2 separate regions of the Sus scrofa genome follow, and region 1 is linked to region 2. Evidence: chromatin contacts called from public HiChIP or PLAC-seq data. All regions are on one chromosome and are shown on one strand. The core of a region is the stretch at or near the end of the contact, and the rest is flanking DNA. Distances in the headings are between cores, read along the strand shown.

Evidence for each region. HiChIP or PLAC-seq counts read pairs in DNA pulled down with a chosen protein or histone mark.
Region 1: a contact with region 2 is called in an H3K27ac HiChIP or PLAC-seq map of alveolar macrophages. The contact joins the promoter of SRRT here to the promoter of LOC110260076 in region 2. A contact is called at or near these places in 2 of 5 promoter capture datasets (both in liver), 19 of 47 Hi-C or Micro-C datasets (adipose tissue, alveolar macrophages, blood and 11 more) and 2 of 2 datasets of contacts at active chromatin or transcription factors (alveolar macrophages and skeletal muscle).

What each region holds. Positions count from the first base shown.
Region 1 is chr3:8,715,304-8,719,340 of Sscrofa11.1, reverse strand. It overlaps SRRT (serrate RNA effector molecule homolog), which reads right to left and starts at 1,559. Exons shown (of 21, transcript XM_003354479.3): 1 at 1,251-1,559; 2 at 855-994. The coding sequence starts at 976. TRIP6 (thyroid receptor-interacting protein 6) reads right to left here. Exons shown (of 9, transcript XM_003354478.4): 6 at 3,873-4,037; 7 at 3,208-3,386; 8 at 2,830-2,950; 9 at 2,450-2,733. The coding sequence ends at 2,602.
Region 2 is chr3:8,607,008-8,610,772 of Sscrofa11.1, reverse strand. It overlaps LOC110260076 (branchpoint-bridging protein-like), which reads left to right and starts at 2,069. Exons shown (of 3, transcript XM_021087974.1): 1 at 2,069-2,107. The coding sequence starts at 2,069. POP7 (ribonuclease P protein subunit p20) reads right to left here and starts at 3,242. Exons shown (of 3, transcript XM_013995472.2): 1 at 2,974-3,242; 2 at 2,321-2,726; 3 at 1,382-2,080. The coding sequence starts at 2,070. The coding sequence ends at 1,648.

The sequences.
Region 1 (4,037 bases), core at 310-2,809, 110 kb before region 2:
CTATCAAAATAGGCCACCTCAAACTCTTCATTTTTTGGCTGTTTCCAAGTCAAGCCTGTGCTATCAGCTCACTGACTGACATTTGTGATGTCCCTTAGATGAAAGTCTTCCACAGTTCCTCTTATATCAGTTACTTAAAACATCAGCGTTTTAACAGCCTAACTATACACCTTAACTATAACTCAAGAATATCCCAGATATACTGCAGGTTCGGCAAAACAAAAACAAACAAACTAGGAGTTCCCTGTAGTCTAGTGGGTTAAGGATCCAGCATTGTCACTGTTGCGGCTTGGGTCACTGTACTGGCGTGGGTTCGGTCCCTGGCCCAGGAACACACATGCTACAAATATGGCCGAAAAAATAAAATGAAAAGGTTTTGTTTTTTTTTTTAAAAAAGAACATCCCAAAAAACTAATTACTACCAGAGTCAAACCTAATCAATTAACCCGACCATCATTTTTCAAAGAACTCTTGCTGATTTTAGGCTAGACAACGACATTTAATCATATCCTGCCAGGAAACTGGTCGGACAACCTCTCCAGTCAAACCAATTCTGTAACATTACTTTCTTTTTGAATCAACCTTTTCGGTGTATAATTTACAAACAATAAACAGCACACACAAGTATTGCTCTTTTATATTCAAACTCTCTTACTTTCACCGCTTTGATCTTCTAGTCATTACACAGACAACTATTGGACCAAAAGCAAAGAGGTGAATGAACCACGTGAAATGGTCAAGGATGAGCGATTTCATATGGTTCACCCTAATAAGACCTTAAGGGCAATGCAGTGAAAAGTGGAGTGCAAGAGAATAATGCGCTGGAACAAAATTAAGGAAGAGTAACATTTTACCGGTCATTCCAATCATCCCCTCGACGTCTCTCATCTCTTTCCCGAGAACGGTCATAGTCGCTGCGTTCCCTTCTAAACTTGTCCCTGCGCCTTCGATCATACTCGTCATCACTGTCACCCATGGCGCGGTCTGAGAGGACCTGGAGGCGAAACACGGATAAATAGGATAATGAACAATGACGACAAGCGCAAAGGATTGTCCCTTTGAAGCAGCACGCCCCCCTCCGTCCGCAGAGGCCAGCCTTCCGCTGCTCCCGCCATTCTAAGCCCTCTTCCCCTTCAGCTGCAGGGCTCCACCAGCTGCCAGGGGTCTCCCGCCCGGCTCCCCGCACCCGCGGGCCTCTCGCCCTCCTGCCCGCCCCAGCCCCTGCTCTCCAGGCCCCTCCCCTCCCCCACCTGGGAGCGGCAGCGGCCGTTAGTCTCGCGCTCCGGCCGGCAGATTTTCCGGGCAACCTGGACCCGCCCCTTCCCTCGGGCGCGCGACGGGGACGGATTCGGGTGAGGGGGAGACGCGGGGCTCTCGGTGACTGGGCCGAGTAGACGCGAAGAGAGCGGGACAACCAAAGATGGGCGGTCGGCGCGCGCCGCCCGAGCTGCGCCTGCGTCACCCGCAGAATGGCACCTCGAAATACAAACTGGAGCCCGCGGGGACAGAACGGAACCAAACCACAGAGGCAAAGGCGGGGAGCACCGGGGGCCGATGGGAAGGGGCGGGGACCCGGAAGCCTCGCGAGCTTTCCGGGACGAGAACGGCACGGGCGAGAAGCTATGGGAGCCGCGCTGGATCAAGTGTGGCCTCTGGTGGGCGGTAGAAGCCTCTGGGCTTGAGGGTGAGTTTCCTCTCGCCGAGGTCGAAGGTCGCGCTTCCCCGGGTGTGTCTGAATCAGTTCGCATCCAGCCGCTGGTACCCCGACCCGCAGCTTTGATCTGGGAGCCTCCTGACGTCATCGGGAGTGGTTTCCAACCCCCCTTTCCTTGTACAGGGCAGGGGTTGGGGGAGTGCGGCCTTTCAGCGGATCCAGCAACCATTTTAATGCATTTCCCACCATTTTGTGGTCCCACCAGAGAATCAGCCTTTATTAGTGCTTCTGTCTGCGCTACGTCCTAAACCAGTTGTTCCTGCTCTTCCACAAAGGCACCCCCATCCTTAAGCAAAAGTGGCAAACCCCAACCAGTACCTTGATGAGCTCGGTTGTAGGTCTGAGGGCCTCACCACCCAGCAGGATCTCTGTTGCCCCATAACCTTTACAACAGGAAATGCTGCCTCCCTCGCATATGCTGCAGCCTTGTTCCCAGTGCTGGGGTGGGGGTGGGGGGGCGTTCTACAGAAACTACCCTAAAAGGGGGATTTAGAGGAGTTGTAAAATACACCCAGGACTGGAGTTCCCATTGTGGCTCAGCGGGGTTAAGAACCTGACTAGCATCCATGAGGATGTGGGTTCAATCCCTGACCTCGATCAGGGGTTTAAGGATCCAGTGTTGCCAGAAGTGCAGCATAGGTGGCAGCCGCAGCTCTGTTTTGACCCCCTAGCCTGGGTACTTCCATATGCCACAGGTGCAGCCCTAAAAAGCAAAAAAAGCATCAGATGAGACAATAGACTTCAAAGTGTTTTGTACACTCTTGAGGGATTATTATTTCATGATTAGAGGAAGAGAAGATGGCATTTGGTGACAACATTATAAAGGTAGATGTCAGGGAGGGTGGTTGATGGGAAGGGAGAACAGAGTAGGTGCTTCTGGGAAAGACTCAGCAGTCGGTGGTGACGGTGGCTGAGAGCTCTTGGATGCGCCAGGCACTGCAGGCCTTGCACAAGATGTGCCCATCCAGCGGGTAGCAACCCTGACATTCACCCTCAGAGGAGAGCAGCAGCCCGCACTCCTGTTTGGAAAGAAACAGTAGCTTTTCATCAGGCCTGGATCCCTGAGCCCCTTCTTTCTTGTGCTCTACCATACCCAGCGCCCCAGGCCCCCTGACCTCGCACTTGTAACACCCAACGTGAAAACTGCGGTCCAGAGCTACAATTCGCACAGTCTCCTCCTGACCGGGCTCAGGCATGATGGCCCCACCACACACTGAGCATCGTGGGGCAAACTTCCTAGAGTGGAAGGGAACCAAGGAGGCTGTCAAGCCCCAGGATTGGAGGGGACCAACAACGAAGCCCAGGGTGGGAGGGAACAGGATAGGCCAGAGGTAGGGTCTTGGATCTTATGGAAGAGAGTTGTGTTACCAAGAATGAGGCATGGCCAGGGGCGCAAAACATGAGAGGTTGGTACTGGGATATGAAGGAGAGATAAGGAAGATGGGAAAGGCCAGGCCAGACATCCTGAGACAAAGGTTGATGACCTAGCTGACCTGTGGAAGTCCTCAATGCAGTGGATCTGGCTGGTGGCATCCACAGTGAAGGGGATGCCATCGAGGCCGCGGTGGCACACCACACAAGTGAAGCAGCCAGGGTGATAGGCCTTCCCCATGGCCCGCAGAATCCGGTCCAGGATGGGCTGGGAACAGGTGGAGCACTTCTCCAGGGTGGCCTGTCAGGAAGGAGAGCAGGAAGGTCAGGGCTGGGGTGACCCATGGCAGCCCTTACAGGCATCCTGCCAGCTCCCCCACCTATTTATGTAGCCCCCTGCATGTGATTCAGTTAAAGGTGGCCTTGAACAGGTATGCGTGCAAATCCTAGCACTGCAGCTTCCCCAGACAAGATATTTAAGCTCTCAGACCTTCAGTTTCCTTCAGGAGTAACAGCTGCCTCACCAGGGCATTGTGGGGATTCAGCACATTCCCCTAAACCGAAAATAAATGCCTCACTCTTACAGGGGAATGTTGTCCTTTCTCTCCAGCAACCAGTATACAGCTACTTATTTCATCCATGCCTTTTTCTTTATTAGTTTTAGTTCTCCTGCTTCGAGCCTTATTCTTTGGGGCTTGGACACCTAGTTCCCACTCTGGATGGAAGCCCCCTGCTTCCTGCTGCTGACTCCATCTGCCACCACCCCCCGCCAGCCCCCACCACTCACCACATAGCAGCTCTCACAATACGCTCTCCTCTCCACGGCATAGAAATGCTGGCCCCGGAGATGGGCCCGGCACGTAGAACAGACAAAGCAGCCAACGTGAAAGACACGGTCCAGGGCCACAACCCCGGCCCCATCCCCAACCACATCTTCTCCGCAGCCACCACA
Region 2 (3,765 bases), core at 820-3,319:
TGAAGCCATCTCAGACCCCACCAGGAAGTTAGCCATTTTGTTCTTCACTTTTCTACATCAGGGCTACTCTTCTTACATAACCCATCTTAGTCATCTCACAGTAACTAATATACCCACCTTCCCAGGCAAATAGTGGACTCCTTGAAGGCAGGGGCCATTTTATGCTCATCTTTGTATCTGCAGGGCCCAGCCCAGGCCTTCGCTTACAACAGGTACTCAGCATGTGTGTAGTAGTTAGAAAGAAGCACTAGTCCTTCTGTCCTTTCCTGAGTTGCTGATAGTCACCTGTACAGCATCAAAGTCCCTCATCAACAGTAATACTCAAGCTGGGGGGTGAGATTCTGATAAACGGAAAGGCTGATTTTCAGAACCCCTAACCAAACTGCCTTCAGGCAAACTAGAGGCAAATTCTGTTATTAACCTTTAGATCAAAGGCTTTCAAACTCTTGTGACCTCAACCAACAGTAAGATTTATGTCATAACTAGTACATGTGTCTATATACACATCTACAACTGAAACAGTGTCAACAAGATATTACCATTGAAGCTGCACTTTTTCTTTTTTACTTGCTTTTTAAAAGGCTATGACCCAGTGAATTGATTTTAAACCTCACAAACGGTCACCACCCACTTGGATAACATTGCTTTAGATGACTCGTTTGATAAACATGAGAAATCAGATCCTCCTACAAATATCCAAACAAAAAAGTACTTATGGCCTGTATGCCCAGTAATTCAGAGGAAAGGCTTTCCTTTCCCTCTTAGAATAGCCTAGCCAGAGGGGTCTGAATAGCTGTTTAGAACAATTTGCCCCCCGCCACCAGGAATCGAATGTAGCTGTCAGTTTGTCGGTTCCCACGACAGCCTTAACAGCCTTTTACAAAGGAGGGGCCTGTCTTTGCGTCCATCATCCTTATACCCTCACCTTTCCTGTGCCTGGTAACCAGCACCAGAGTAGTGCCTGATGCTTTACACCCCAGCTGGCAAGAATATACACATTATCCACCCTGCCTTCTTCTGAGAGGATGAAAAAAAAATTTTTTTTTGGCTGCCCTGAGGCATATAGAGCTCCTGGGCTCAGGATCAGATCCTTAGCCCAGTGTGTGGGGATGGCGATCCAACCCGCATCCCAGCACTCCCAATCCCACTGCACCACAGTGGGAGCTCCTGAGAGAATGAAATATTTGAAAGCAAACATCAGGATTTTCAGACTTCTGTTTTGTGCTAAAGTTTGTTTTATGCTGCAGTGTCTGTGGTACAATTTATGCTCTTTCTGTGAAGGCAGGAAACACTGTTTCCCCTCTTGTACCTACGTCCTTGTAAAATTTTACTCCTACTCTCCTTTCCAGGTACACACTGAATTTACACAGCAGAGAGGTGGTGCAGTTGGGTGGCCAGGCACTAACACAACTTGATGCTTTTTATTGTATAGGACAATGGTTACAGACCACAAAGATTCAGGAAGACTCACGGCTTGAGCCCAACAAAAGACAATATTCACCCTCTCAATTCAGAGTCCTCTGGATGGTGAGGGGATAGGCTTTATCCTACATGGTCCTGGTAGGAGGTTCATGTACTCAGTACAAAAGCCACTTCTGAGCCAAGCTGTATGGGATGGGTGGATAAGGTGGGCCGGCCTCATCTCCTTTACTTAGGTGTGACCCTGAAGACACGGATGTGGATGGCTGAGTTGTTGCGGATACGCGTCAGTGGCTCTCGTGTATCAGTCTCTGGTTCCAGCTCATCGACAAGCTCCACGGTGGAGGTATTGGCAGCTACCTGCAAGGACCCGAAGCTGCCAGCCTGCAGCTGCAGGGCAATGTTGATGGCGCGGTTGATGGCCAGGCCCAAGCCATGAATGTAGATCTCAGTGCATGCATTCTGACCCCTTACCCCTCCGTCCAGCAGCTTCTGGCAGCGGGCCAACTGGGCCTTAAAGTCAGTCTTCATGTTGACATAAATGTCATTGGGCCTCCGGGGCAGGCGGTGGGGAAGCCGCTTCCGCAGGGTGTATTCCACCGGGTCCAGCTCGGCCTCGACGGCCCCGCGGGGTTCTCGGTTTTCAGCCATGCAGTGTGCCCTGGTGTGGGAGAAAGATCAGCCATGGGTGAGGAGAGACCAGGTTTCGTTTCCTACCCCGTTTCCCGCCCAAACGGTGCAGCCAAGAGGGGTCGCACTCGACGCCCCTCGTCGCTTCAAGTCTCAGTCCCTTCCCACTTACCTCAAGCTCAAGCATCTCCCCCACCTCCGGTTCCCATTCATCCATCACATCGCTCCCAATCTCAGGCCCCTCCACCGCCCCAGCTATTCCCACGCCTACCTTCTTCGCTCCACAGTGCCCTCAGCGCGCACGCAGCCCGCTCCCCTGCCAGGCCACTCGAGCGTTGCGCCGACCAGTCTGAAGGGAAGGAGCTGCCCGCAACTCCCAGGCCCCAAAAAGGGAAGAGAAGGGAAGGGACTCGCCGCAGGAACGCCGAAACACGGGCGCCCTTAGTACCAGGCTCCTGAAAAGGCCCCCGAGTGCGCAGGCGCGCCCATACCCCGTGGCCAGGCCCGGGCGATCCGCGAATCGCCTTCCCGGCATCCGTTCTCCCCGCCCCTTTCCTGAGTTGCTCGCAAAACCGCGCGATGTGTTTGAGTAACGCGAGGCTTCCGGGGGTGATGGGATCTACCACTTGTAAGCTGCAGAGGCAGGGGGCGTATACCAAGTCGAAGCCGGGGAGGATCTGGAAAGAGAAAGGTTAGCTTCCCTGGGCCAATCCCACCCAGTACTCGGTTCCCGGAGGAGTCATGAAGGGGAGAAAAGAGAGGAGGTTTTCTAGGGGCGTGGAGGATTTAGGGGTAAGGGTCTTCCAAAGGTGTGAGGGAGGACGGCGAATTCCACTGATCTTGATCGCGAATGGCCTAAAGAGAAGTCTGGACTCCCGGGTCCATCGCAGTTCCTCGGGTCAGAGGAGGTGTGGCAGAACTGACCTCCCGTCCAAGATTCCGGCTGCCCGAAGATGGGGGCAAGCAAGGCCCGGCCCTTGGCGGAGGACAAGTTCTTTGGCTCGGGGACTCCTCTGCAGTTTACGGGGACCCGTTCTTCTCCCCTTTCTCTGACCAGGGTGACCTCCAGGCCAGCGCCTGGGGACGCGAGTTGTGAGCCGTGGGGCTAGCCTTTACAGCTTCCCTGTGGCTCGCAGACCCACTAGCACTCCTCAGTCGTCATCCACCAGCTCTTTGGCTTCTGCCCGCCACCCAGGAGCAGGGACCTGCGCCCCCTGGCGGGAAGGGCAGGGCAGCACAGAGGGATTGGAGGCTCCCTAAGGCCAGTGGGGAGGGGTTCTCGGCCCAGGTTGCTTTAGCTTTGGTGGAGTTCCACTGGAAACTGAGTTAGAGCTGCACTGGGGTCCTTGACTGTTCTTCGCTTGAGTTTTCTCATCACTCAAATAGGGATGACAATTCCTGTTCTTGCCACTGAGTTTCGAAACCCGATATAACCTTGGGTAAACTGTAAGCCTATACATTTGAGTTGGCATTTTTATGCCCCCTACACGGCTTTTTGTTGCCTGGGGTGGAGTCCGACTCCATTTGACTGGAGGTTGTAAAGTGGTCAGGTTCCTGAGAACTTTCCCAGCACCATTTAAATCCTGTGGTTCTTTTTAGCTTCAGATATTTACAAGTTTGGGGGCTATTTGGGGGTGAGGAGGAAAGCCTGTCTACCACTTTATTCTGCCTCAGAAGTGACATATGAGCTGAGTTTTGATGGACAAACAGGAGTTC